Linked DNA regions of Cyprinus carpio: region 2 is linked to region 1. A link is a contact called in public Hi-C data. All regions are on one chromosome and are shown on one strand. The core of a region is the stretch at or near the end of the contact, and the rest is flanking DNA. Distances in the headings are between cores, read along the strand shown.

Region 1 (7,072 bases), core at 972-3,471:
TATTTTTGCACCCTGGTTCCTTCAACAAAACACCGCCAAAAGTAGTAACCAACAAAAGTTTATGATTCTTATACGTTTTGTTCATCATCATGAACTTCTCTAAATTTTATGAAATTTGAATCCTAAATACAATAACCAAATGTAGGTTATAAACCATGATCCCATGACGTCCAACAATTCTCTTAGTATTTATTTCAAAGACATCACCAACAACCTCTGTAGACTAAAAACTTCAGGACGTTGGATTTGGAAGTGATAAAATGGAAACCCGTTTGCAGGTTTAGGCCTAATACTAAAAAAAATGTCAGCTGTTTAAATATTGTGTAAAGTATATCCTATTTTGTCTAAAATTATTTTGAATGACATTCATTGTTTTCAGCTGTCTATCATAATAGCGACAGGAGAGTCATCAATGTAAGGCAAATGAAATCACATCAACTGGAAGTAAAAATATAATTCTGAGTTTTTTTGTGTTTTCCCCCCTACAAAAATAGTTTACGTCACAGTCTAATGTTTAAATATTGTGTACAGGATATCCCAGTTTGTCTATCATTTGTCTTATAATAGAAACAGGAGAGTTAGCACTGGTTATTAAGGAAAACTATGATTAGCTTAAGCTAAAAAGTCAAGACACTTACTAAAAAACACTGATAAGAGGCATGTCTAAAAGATCAGATTGTGTGCAATCTACAGACCTGAACCAATATGTTTACAGACGTTTTACAAACAAAACCGTAGGCAAAGAAACATCAGTACGCACGCAGATATAATGCAAACTAATGCACATTTTGATGTCAGCTGTCACACATGTAATATCCAACACTGCCCTCTGCTGGAGAGATAAAGAAGAACAGTTCCTATTACTCACCTTTCATCATCACTGATCTGAACGATAAATTCATAATTTTCATGTGACATCAAAACAAACCTTACTCCACTTTTTTTTTTTACAGAGTTTGTATTAAGTAGGCTATTAATGTATTAAAACAGTGTTACTGAAAGGCCATATTCAGTATACGTTATTGATAATGCACTTTTTTTTACAGGCAAGCAGATAGACACAAAATATAAACCCAATGCGCAAAGTATCACAATTTATTGCGTTCATATTGCGGGATCATCTGCTTGCCTATATAAAGTATGCAGGTGTTTACACTGTATCACTGTTTCTACATTAAGGCACTTGAAGTGTTTTTCAATTTAAACGTTTTAGTATGACCAGCTTTTTTAGTAACTGAATCTAAACTAATCTAAAATAGCCTATTACTGTTTTTCTTAAATACATTACAAAAAAAATCTAGCCATGTGTAAAAGCTTAAAGTGTACTCTAAAATTAGTAACTTTATTTTATGCTAATTTTAGATGTCTTTTTTTTTTTTCAAATGCGCAAATAATGCCTTTTTATTTGTATAAAATAGCTTTTTTATTTATATGAATTTAGATTTATGTTGCATAACATACAAAAGACCTTGTATATTTACATTTTGTAATGTATGTTTTCATCATTTCAAGTTCAAGTTTACGTCAAGGACAAATTGTTTTCTGCATTATTTCATCATACGTTTGTTGACTTTATATCATTGTATCACCTTAAGATCACAATCCTTTTACAGGAGCATTATTCTTTAACAATATACAGTAAATAAAAAGAGAAGGTTTGCAGAAATGTCAGCATTAATTTCTGTTCCTAAGAACCACCAATTTACAACCTTGAGCAAAAAAAAAAAAACAGCTTCAAAACTAAAAGAAGTAGACAAAAATTCTTAACATTTAGCCATAAATCCATCATTAATTGATGTAATTTAATTACACCTAAGCACATTCATATTTCTCTGAAAGTATGTTGATAATCTAACAAATATTTAGACCCAATGTTTTTCATACAAAGCCCTTGTTGTTTTCTAACTCATTCACTAGATGTCGCCATAAACTGCTTTATAATTTACTCCGTCACGGAAATCAGTTCCCTATCTGTCGGTCACTACGAGTTTTGTCCTGATGTCACGACATAACGTGAACGAGGGTTACGTACGTAACCGAGACGTTCCCTAAAAAGGCCATATAGCATAGGCCTATCTCAAATAACCACAATATATGTGGTTTTTCAAGCTTCCGCATAATGAGACCATTCTATACAGGGATCTTATAAACTGATGAACCAACAGATAAAACATGTTTACAAAGAGAAACGCAGATGATTCAGAGTAGATTTACATATAAAAAGCCTTCCGTGAAAGGTCTAAGCGATTATTTGCATGAAGCTGACAGGCGGTTGAAGGGAATGGAGGGTAACACGAGGAGATGTTTGCGAAAAACTGAAGTAACATGGTGACAGGGCCATAATACACCTGCCTCCAGCTTGATTTGGCTGTACAATTCAGCCGTGTTTATCTATATAGCCATTTTACATTGAAGGAAACATGGAGGACAGATGCTATAGATTGAAGTCAATCAAATGCAAACCGCATTCGATGCATGAAATGTATTGAAATGAAAAGAGAATCCTTAGAAATGGTTTGAGAAGAGCCCAGTTGTGTAGACTGGGATGAGGTTTGAGCACAGATCACAGCGTGGACAAATACAAATAAAAAAAAATCAGTCTTTCTGTTGAAAAGCTACATTGACCGACCACTAAATTTGATTAAATGTCTATGGTGGTGTTGTACACAACATCATCCATAAGCCCTAAAATACTTTATTCTAAGACTGTAAACATTTCTATATCATTTCACCCAGTGACATTTTTCTCTTTAATTGTTTCAAAGGGTCCTGAAGCATGTCTTCAAAGACAGGAAAAAAAAAAAAAAAACCTGTGGGGAAATTAGTTACTGTTGGCACACAGACCTTCTTAGTCATACAGAAGTGTGATGTGATACAAAACTATGATGAATACATGATTTGCCATATTTGGATATTAAGGGATTTGCAAGAAACACACCATAAATATTTATGCATTTTTGCTCAATGAAACACTGGAATAATGTTTCCTGTTCCAGAAACTGATAGGATCTGCAGCATTAACAACAGAAGCGGAAAATCCACAGCGTGCCACCCACTCATCAGCCCGGAAACAGACCAGCTGAATGAAACAGACAGTCTGTGCAAGACAGCTTCAACTTTACATTCTGCAGGGTGAGATCCAGGTAACGGAGATGTTTCCTACTGACAGAAACATTCTTTTTTCTTGTTTAAGGATCTTGTTTACTTTCCGCCAAGAGAAGAACATAATTGCAGATAAAAGATGTTTGTTTCAAATGACAGGAGCATATACGACAATGTGAATCATTCATTCCTGGAAGTGTTTTGAAATGTAAATACTAAACATCTGCATTCAGAAAATACAGCTTGTCTCAGCAAAGCCAGGCTGGGAGGTAAACATATCATGAATTCATAAAAGTGTGGCATACAGTATATTTCAATCCTCGCAGAAGCTTTTATACAATGTCTAAGATGCCCAGGCTATGTTTCTGCCTGGCATGGAAATTATGCATGTACTGTAATGCACTCATCAAACCCCCGGAAATACTGAGCTATCCATCACTTACGGCTATGCCTAAAGTGTTCATTTGTATTCATAGTTTGCTGCAATTCTCTCTTTTGGCCTTTTTTTTTCTTTAATTTGTTGTTCACACAGAGAGCTGATCTTGCAGCTTCTGGCATAGCTCGATTGTAAAGGATCCAACAAAGTTTTTTTTGTTTGTTTGTGTTTTTTTTTTTTTTTATATAATATATAATGAACTGTTACACCAGGCCTCTCCACATCTACACCAAGTCTGATCATTAATCAGAATCTTCATAACACTTGTGTTTACATCAAACAAACTTCTTACACACTGCATATTGTACACTGATCTTTGATGAATACGAAACCTGTTTCTCAAATTAAGAGTAAAAGAATTCAGATCAATATACATATGCTTTAGAAAAAGCTTGAATCTTCTAGATGGAAGACAGGGAAAAACAAGTGACAGAATTGATATTTTTGGAGTGAACTTTTCTCTTATTGTCGTATTTTACATAGACTCTAAAGGATTTAAACATGAGCAGGGCACAAACTCTGGACAGTTTGGGTCAGGGATGAATACATGGAAACTTCATCATGCACTCCATCATTCCAGCTGCATCACTTACCACAATCCCGAGAGCATCATTTACATGAGGTTACTGTAATTATTTACACCACCGCAAATGGTCAATCAAGACAAGAAGTCTGTAAGCTAGTGCTGGAATTAACTGTGAAGAGGAGGGAGACAGCAGTTATAACCACATCCCCCTGCCCCCCAAACCACTGCTTAAACTACACTTATATGTAGCACATAGTGAAACAAGCATCTACTGTAAGACACAAAACTTTGTCCCCTTGGTTTGCAGCTTATTTTTAGTCTACATAACTGAAAAACCGAGACATGCTAAATAAATGGGAAAAGGGTTAATTTGTTTAGCTGGAAATTTAAACACAAATTTTGAAAATTAGATAAAAAAAAATCTTAGCTGAGCAACTGCAGTGTGTTTGGGAGTGAAAAAGAGAAGAGATTTGAGACAGAAGCATGTGATCTTACTCTTCTCATCACTAGTGACTCAGTGCACTCACACCACCTCTGACCTTTGGCCATGTCACTTTGACATATCCAGCTAACTGTGTGGCTGTGTAACAAGGCAGACCTGCATTTTTAATGAGCACAGTGTGAAACATAGTTGATCGGGGAGTGTATGAGGAGCTGAAACTCAATCTGAAAGTGTGATAAAATATTTCCACATCTCTGCTACAAAAAAATAGGTTTAAACATCTACTTATCCATATACTTGGTAAATGAATGTTACATGAAGGTTATTGTTACATACTAGCCCAAAACTGGCATGGGTTCACACTAACAGAAAACAGTTTGTGTAATATATTGTAGTATATAGAAAATACACCAAAAACTGTGTATAGGAATTATTTTAATTAAAAGTTTATAAACACTGTAAAACCATGTAAAGCTATGATTTCGGTGGTTCAGCTCTGGCAGAAATTCACTATTTAAAAAATGGTAACAATGTGGTATATTGCTACAAATATACCGTGCGACTTATTAATTATTAAAAAAGTGTGTGTGTGTGTGTGTATATATACACACACACACACACACACACACAGTCAAACCAAAAATTATTAATTATTATTAAAAAAGAATATATATATATATATATATATATATATATATATATATATATATATATATTAATAGCTGAATAATTTTTGGTTAATTGTAATCCATTACATACCTTTCTATCAGTTATCTGACATTATCAAGATGAATTTGTTCTGACACAGTTCAACTCTGAGTTCTTCTCATATTTTATTACCATCATCTAAACTATAGCGAATAAACTGTGAGAAATTTTGAAGCTGTCTAAATAAATTTTGGTTTGACTGTATATATATATATATATATATATATATATATATATATATATATATATATATATATATATATATATATATATATATATATATATATATACTATTTTATTGTTGTTATTATTTATCTCAGAGGTGCCTAGACCTTTTTAACATGAAATGCTTTGATTGAGGGCTGTAGGCCAAAAGTTATTGTTATTATTAAATTAATTACATTTTTAAAACATTCAATCAACTACTTCTCAGAGGTTTACAACTTCTACTATCACATCTGGAGAGTGACAATCATATATCATAGTGATTCCATCCCTTTTGCTCATTCGCAACTGGTTAAAGTGACAGTGATACATCTAATTCCGTGTTACAACACTCCTCCATCTCCCCTACAAGAGTTTGCGAATGTGAACACTGATTTTCAACAAAGCAACTTGTGAATAGTGCACATCTGTAATAGATGAATTCTACAAAACAATTCATCTTACATCCTTTTTATTGCTCAGTATGAAGCAAATGTAAATATTCAACAGCACAACATCATTTAGCTTGTGTATGTTGCCAGCTGTGAGACAATGATGAAACTGCACAGAGCTGAGAGCTGGTAATTATAGTCAGACATATACACTTATGTTACAAAGATTGTATCATTTTTGCAAAAGACACAAATAATAGTGTTTCCCATGCAATTCTATAATGATAAATAGCCTCTACGGCTTTACGCAATTTGGATGATTGACTACTAAAAGTGAAACTGAAAAACATGCACCAAAGAAAAAGGAAAAACATTACAGACAATAGGCAGGAGAGCAGGCTGTTTTACTATCATACCGCTCGATTGCAGTAAATTGCATCAGCACAGCCTCCGTTTCAATAGTCTAGTCGCTCCTTCCTAAATCTCAAGAATAACACGGTCTTGAAATCAATTTCAATAAGGAAAAAGTGACAAGTGCCTCATAAAATCAGCCATATAAGTTAAAGTGGATGTGCACTTCAACCTGTCAGAAAAAAAATCAGGACAAATGAACTTTCTGAAGGCTGATGGAGCAGATCTGTTCTCCAATAGGGCAGAATATAAAAACTGTATCTGCCCATTTTCATAAATTCTACTACTGTCTGTGGACTTAAAGTCGATTTAATTAAATGATTATTATTAAACTGAAAGGTTAAATATTGATTTACTCATGTGGTGGGCATGACCTGTTAGAAATCTAATACCCCTCCACAAACGGTCACCAGGCCATAAGCTGCATTTAGACTATCATTGATGTTAAAGGCTCAGTTTTATTAAAGGACCAAAGAGGATTTGATACGTCTTTCTAAGGGACACGCTTTCAGCTTTTCATTTCATACTGAATAGACAACAAAACTGGCCATGTTCTCTGCTTAAGCTTCATAGAATCCTAGGAATTCAAGGATTTTGATCTGTAGCACCTGTTGCACATTTTATTGAAAAGACTGGATTGCTGTGGCCATGTGAAAAGACGAGGCTGTGGAAAACTCATCTAAAGAGCAGTCACACATCCACACAGCAAAGTTATTGGAGCAGAAAGAGAGAAAACCATCCAATTAAGCCACTCAGTGGTTTCTCAAGCAGTTCAATTATATTTTTACTTCTTTAAGTGTTTATATTTTATTCAGAAAGCACATAACGAGAATAACGATTGAAGACTAAAG
Region 2 (6,492 bases), core at 1,209-3,708, 83 kb after region 1:
GAGAGACAGACAGACAGACAGACAGAAAGAGAGAGAGAGAGAGAGAGAGACTGACAGACAGAGATAAACGGATAGATAGATAGATAGATAGATAGATAGATAGATAGATAGATAGATAGATAGATAGATAGATAGATAGATAGATAGATAGACAGATAGATAGACAGACAGATAGATAGATAGTAATGTAATGTAATCCAATTAAAAATTCACAGGCTCCTACCTCACAAAAACTTTCCCTCAAAAATATTCAATTTACTAAGCTAATTGAAGGGATCAGAAATTCAGATCAAATTTGCATTAGATTCCATTCTGTTACAGTTTCCACACACACACACACACACACACACACACACACACACAAAGATTGTAAATGCTGTCAGCACACAAATATTGTTCACACACTCGCTCTGCTAGAAGTGCACACAGGTGTTCTGAGTGGGAGTCTGTTTACGTCCATGAATGAGGCGTCAGCACAGTCATCATACGTCTGTCATAACACGTTGTCTTGGCAATGGATACAGTTACTGTTTGGTTACATCATGTTACGATGACATTATTTTGTGGAACAGCACAACAAGAAAGGGCAATCACATAATCTGTTATCAACACTTAGTCACACCGGTGCTGTTTGCCCTAGAGGCAGCTGAATTTTTTTTTACTTTTGTTTATTTCTTTATTTCTTAAAATGTTAACTGGTGTAATTGAGTAGTTATGCTGTTACATTTTGGCTGTTTCCAAGTCAGACCAGATTTGTGGCTTTGAGGACTTATGAGAATGCTCACTGTTGAGGAACTGAACCCTGAAAAACGTTCAAAATGGAATGAAATGAAAAGAAACATGGAATGAAAGCCAGTGAGGAGCCACTTACTATCGTTTTCATATTAATTTCATTATCTCTAAAATGACCTATTAACCTTTTAACTTCTCATTTCAATTACAAAATATTGAAGCACAGCATCAATAGACAGAATCCAGAAATAAATGTCACCTTCAGAAACAGATTGGATAATGCTTAAATATTGATGAGCATCACCATGAATGAGTAGCACTGATAAAACTGAATGTGGTGCAAACTAAAGAGTTTGTAAAACCATCGCTAAGGTTAAAAAATGAAAGCGAGAGGATGGACTTATTTCAGAATGTACTGAAAACATGAGGGCAGTTGCTTCACTCACACAACAAATCAATAAACAAGGTACCAGCCAGACCAACACAAAGGCTTTTAACAACTTCCAAATGTCTTCCTGTAAAATTACACTGCGGTGGCTTGATTTTATTGCTTCTTTGTGATGGGCTTCATCACAGTTGAGAGCTAAAGGTAATTAACACATACAGATCTGTGTCCTGAGGCAACCTGCAAATTGCTTGACAACACTTTGAAAGCAGTGTTGCAATTGGGAATCGATGTACTGCGTTGCTCTACAGCCTAGATCGCACAAATAATAGTGAGTCCTGCAGATAAGAACAAACTCTGATAAGGAGGAACTGAAATTCTCAATAATAAAAAAAAGCTAACACGGTGCTCTGAAACTGTTTACTCACGTCTTTATCTGAATTTCATTTGTGACACTACAGTGGTTTTCGATTTCAGAAGTGGAAGAAGTCAACTCATCTGAATTTTTAGAGCATAAAACTGGCTGAGAAACATTGAGGTTCTCTCAGAAGGAGATCAGGTTTCAACTAAAATTTGTCTCTGGGGGACACATGGATATGAGCTCCGGAAGACCAATACATTTATAAAGTGACATGAAATTTCAAGTGAATCTTCTGAGATGGAAATGCAATTGTTATCAAAGTTTAGTGTACTGTAACTTTCTCAGGAGTCTCTTCAAAACACTTTCCAGACGTTGGGACATCCCATCCCTGTAAAATGATGAGCATCATCACTCTAATATCATACACATCATGTTATGATCATGATGGGTTTTACAAATCTTGCCAGGACCAAGTTCTAACTCTTGCTGTACTAAAAGATGCATATTAAGAGTGATTTAAATTAATTAAATACTGATAATATACATTATGCATCTAATATGTCCATCATAACATGTTTATGATATGCCACGTATAGGAAGAATGTAGCCTATACACAATCAACAAAAGTAACAACAAGAACTCTGCTTAAACTCACCTTGTCGCTGGACAAGCATACAGCTGCTGAAAGTGTCAGGAATATCCAAATGTTCCTCATTATTCCTCTTAGGAAGTCTTTTGCAAAGAAACCGTAGGATGGCACTCGTCTGCGCTCCTGAAACCAGCCGCTCTCTTCGCGCTTTTACAGCTTCAGCTGAAACACACACGCAAGATCCTTTTGAAGAGATATTTGGCTCCACCTGATCAAACTTCTCTTTTGTGTTTCCAAAAGGGAACTGCTGAGAGAGTGTTGATGCGATGTTAAAGTCTCGGGTCCATGTGAGGCAGACCGGCTTTGCTCAGACAGAGGATGAGAGAGATAAATAAGAAATAAAAAAATACAGAGAGAGAGAGAGAGAGAGAAAAAAACAAATATATAAATAAAATCATCTCGTCACTGTTGACGAATACTTGGACCAGTAAGAGGTTTTGTCTCAAAACCTAGTAAACTGTCAACATGAACATCATTCTGTCGGAATTTCCGGTCAAAATGTTGTCTATGTGTGAATTACTTGGCTTCGAGACAGACTTCTGCCAAATGAAGAACGTCAGTGTTGTTAAATTAGCTGTTTGGAGCGTGGTAGCTGGTCCAAGTTAGTAGACGGAGCTGTTTTTTTCTGGTCCAGGGAAAAAAAAATTCAAAACACCATTTCAAACTGATATGATAAGCTGGTTACTACTTTGTTGTTGGTCTAGGAGAGTCTACCACTTTAGACAAGTGGTTCTCAACGTTTTTGTCCGACTCCGAAACAACATTCGAAGGACTTTTTGTCCTCTAAGCTTATCTATCTATCTACTTCTGTTGTAATAAATATTAAAAAAGAAAAAGAAATGTCATTTGAATGTGTTTATTTAGAATTTAAATGAACACAAGTTAAATAATTTTCACATTCACCAACTATAAACTATCTAGCACTACTTTACATTGACTATATAAATCGAATTCCCAATTGCAAACCCATTCAGGCAGAGCTAAAAGTTTAATAAAATGTACAGTTTATCATAGTTGCTATTGTTTTTATTTATTTTGTAGCAACTGTTGCTATAATAACCTATCATCCACCACTGCCCAACAACAGAAAAACAAAATGAAAGATTTTGAAATCTTTTTGTATTGTTTGAATGTTATCCCATATTTGTCATGTCCCTACGGTAGTAACACTAACAGTCCTGTAATTTTAGCTCAAAATATAGTTGATCAGTCATTGTCATTTCTACACTTTAAAACACGTTTAATTTTTGTATTTTTTTCCCCTGTAGATTTTGTTATTTTTGGAACGCGAAAAGATTTTTCATTAGTAATAGGATGTTCGTAATGTTGTCTTCTGGGATATACAACCTATCTGTGTGAGTATTTTGGGGAATAAAAATACTGAGTGGAATGAACTGTTGTAGTGGGGTTTTATCTCCCCCTGCTGTTCTGTCCTGATAAAAGCTAAGTACAAACACACTTTACATAATGCATTATACACTTCATTTAAAGAGCACTTTTCATGCAAATAGAGGTTCAACGTATTTTAATAAGAACTCAAAGTTTGAATAATGTATACACAAGTGCATTAGTACTCAAAAAAGATCAAATTTTTTATTCTATATGCCTAAAATAAAGAGCCCACAACAAATGAATGTTTTATCAAAGGTATGTATTCATAAACATGTTTTTAAGTGTAAGCAGGGAAATTGAGTTAGTGGTAATATAGATAATTTGGTCTTTACACTCAAAACGTATCTGATGTATTTCATTATGTCAATGATATTTACAACAATAAATACAGAGATTATTCCAAAACCTCAAGACAAATATCTCATAGCAAAATAAAAACTGTGTCTACATGATACACCTGAATACATAAATGTCAATTTTAAATTAGACTGAGGTGAGTGGGACATGATACTGAAAAATACAGTATGCATAAAAGATATGGAGAAGGAGGGAAAAAATATTTAAAAAGCAGCAGTCACTCTCCTGTCATCTAACTCCAGGTTTAATGTCTGTTGCTTTTAAGGTGCCAATTTGGTTTTTCCTCCAAACAGGGGGAATCTGTGAAAAGACAAAAAAAAAAGAAGTTACAATCATCATTATAATGGTACACATGGAGGAGTATTATGAGTGTTACGTACAGGAGGTGGAGAGCTGGGTTCTAAATGCCGTCCCAGAAAAGAGAGAAGTCTTCTCCAGATGAGTCCACTGCCCAGGAACATGAACCCTGTCACTAACCAGAACACACGCGGGTCCTACACACACACAAATCAATGAGGGTCAATAAACAACATGTACTCAAACAGACTGATAACACTGTACACAATGCTGGCTATAACAACTGAAGTAAACTGGTACACGGTAATAAAACAGTAAACTGTAGTAAAATGGTACCAACCTCTTCAAAAGAAGATTCTAAATTCATTCCAAAAGCCACACCCATCAGACCAAATAAAGAGAGCGAGAAGGTTCCCATGGTGAGCTGGAGGTTCAGTCGCATCATGACATTACGGTGGCTAAAGACAATTTAAAGCAACACAGCACTTGTGAACAGAGTGAAATTTTAACTTAATTAGTTTTCAATTATAGTTATCATTATATTTCCCCAGTTAATCACAGTACATTAAAGGGATGGGTCACCCCAAAACGAAAATTCTCATTAATTACTCTTCCTCATGTCTTTCCAAACCTGTAAGACCTCCGTTCATCTTCTGAAGACAAATAAAGGTATTTTTGATGAAATCTGAGAGATCTGTGACCCTGCATAGACAGCAATGCAACTGAAATGTTCCTAGACCCCGAAACATAGTAAGAACATCAGTAAAACAGCCCATGTGACATCAGGGTCACAGAGCTCTCAGATTTCATCAAAAACATCTTAGGCCCCATTTACACTAGTGTGTTTTTGTTATAAAACGGTGTTTTAAAATGAAAACGATCCTAGCGTACACCGGCGTTTTCACTGAGATTCAGAAACGATCTGTCTACACTACACAACCGAAACACATGTCACATGACCACTGATGCAGGTACAACCATAGATATGTATAGGTAGATTCCCTAATCCCTATTCCCTTTAAAAACTAAACCGCTGTTGTGTAAACGGTTATTTTTTACATGGTTACTTGAAAACGCCATCATTTTCAAAAGTCTCTGTTTTGGTCTGTTTACACTGAAACTCAACCCCGGAGTTTTCAAACTAAAACAGGGTCTGCAGCTTTTTCAAAAGTCTCCGTTTTCGAAGGTTTTGAAAATGCCAGAGTAGTGTAAACGACTGGCATAACCTTAGCGAAGGTCATGCGTTTAAAAACTAAACCGCTGTTGTGTAAACGGGCCTTAATTTGTCTTCTGAAGATGAATGAAGGTCTTATGGGTTTGGAACGACATGAGGGTGAGTAATTCATGACAATTGACTTTTTTGGGTGAACTATCCCTTAAAGATAATTATTTTGCAGCATTACAAGTTTTCTGAAATGTCGTGTTTAAATATGCAAACATTAAATTAAGTATGCACAAATAAAAATGTCCCAATTTTCATAAATTTCCAGAACAAAAATCTGAACACTGGATGAAACCTTGAAAAATTAGTTTTTCCATTTTGTTGACATTTAAAGGTGCACTAATAACAGCAAAATAACCAGCCAATCAGCAGTAAGGGGGAGTGTCTTGTAATGAAAGCGAGAAGAGAGTGCTCAATATGAGTGTACAGGACAGATATTAGCAGATTGACTATAGATAGAGAGAAAAAAAAAAAAAAAAAACAGGAAAATATCAGAGGAACAAAACATTAAAAAGAAGGGTTACGATCAGGCAAGAGGTATGACCCACGTAAATATCGGAGCAGTTTCCAGCAGTGGAGAGAACTCAAGGAGCAGGAAGGGCTTGAATCGGACGCTGAGGTTGCGTTGTTTCATTTTGATAGGCGAGTAAGGTTTATTTTGCATTATTTCACACAACTTATTTGTGTTGGTTTTTTTTTAATATGCTTGTATCATCTTCGCTTGTTTCCACGATCATCGTTATGCCACGTACGTGTGGGGCGGAGATATCAAAATAGGGCCGAGGTCCTTTTGGGGTATTGGCGTGTTTGTTTTGGTGCTTAATTCAAATGTCAACATTGGCAAAAATCGCTTAGTGCACCTTTAATGTTAATGGTTTTCACAGACAAGATTCAGGATATCTCTTTTAAATCACTTTAAATGAGAAACTGTTGTCACCAGATGAACAAACCTCTATACAACCTTCAGAATATAGATAGGAATAAATTTGTAAAGTCTGAGGTAAGTAAGTGCTACAAAAGTGGAGATTTCTGGCCCAGTGCGGGATAAAAACAAATTTTAATAAAATGGCCTTTAAAGATATGAATCGTAACTGAA

The links. Hi-C and Micro-C count contacts between places; a contact is called where the count stands out from the background.
Region 2: a Hi-C map of liver shows a contact between it and region 1, with 10 times the contacts expected there. The contact joins the promoter of LOC109056314 here to the enhancer-like site in region 1. A contact is called at or near these places in 4 of 8 Hi-C or Micro-C datasets (liver and skeletal muscle).

Annotation. Positions count from the first base shown.
Region 1 is chrB16:8,515,235-8,522,306 of ASM1834038v1, forward strand. No RefSeq gene overlaps it. Among protein-coding and RNA genes, the nearest start is that of LOC109105843, 9.4 kb to the left of the region's middle. Within about 2 kb of position 2,222, at least 1 of the 8 cell types and tissues checked has an H3K27ac peak or open chromatin away from gene starts, as enhancers often do. A contact at or near this core is called in liver, where this site is marked.
Region 2 is chrB16:8,597,725-8,604,216 of ASM1834038v1, forward strand. It overlaps LOC109056314 (syndecan-2-B-like), which reads right to left and starts at 2,459. Exons shown (of 5, transcript XM_042740518.1): 1 at 2,135-2,459. The coding sequence starts at 2,194. It overlaps LOC109104627 (magnesium transporter MRS2 homolog, mitochondrial-like), which reads right to left. Exons shown (of 12, transcript XM_042740521.1): 10 at 4,515-4,632; 11 at 4,258-4,371; 12 at 3,763-4,177. The coding sequence ends at 4,106.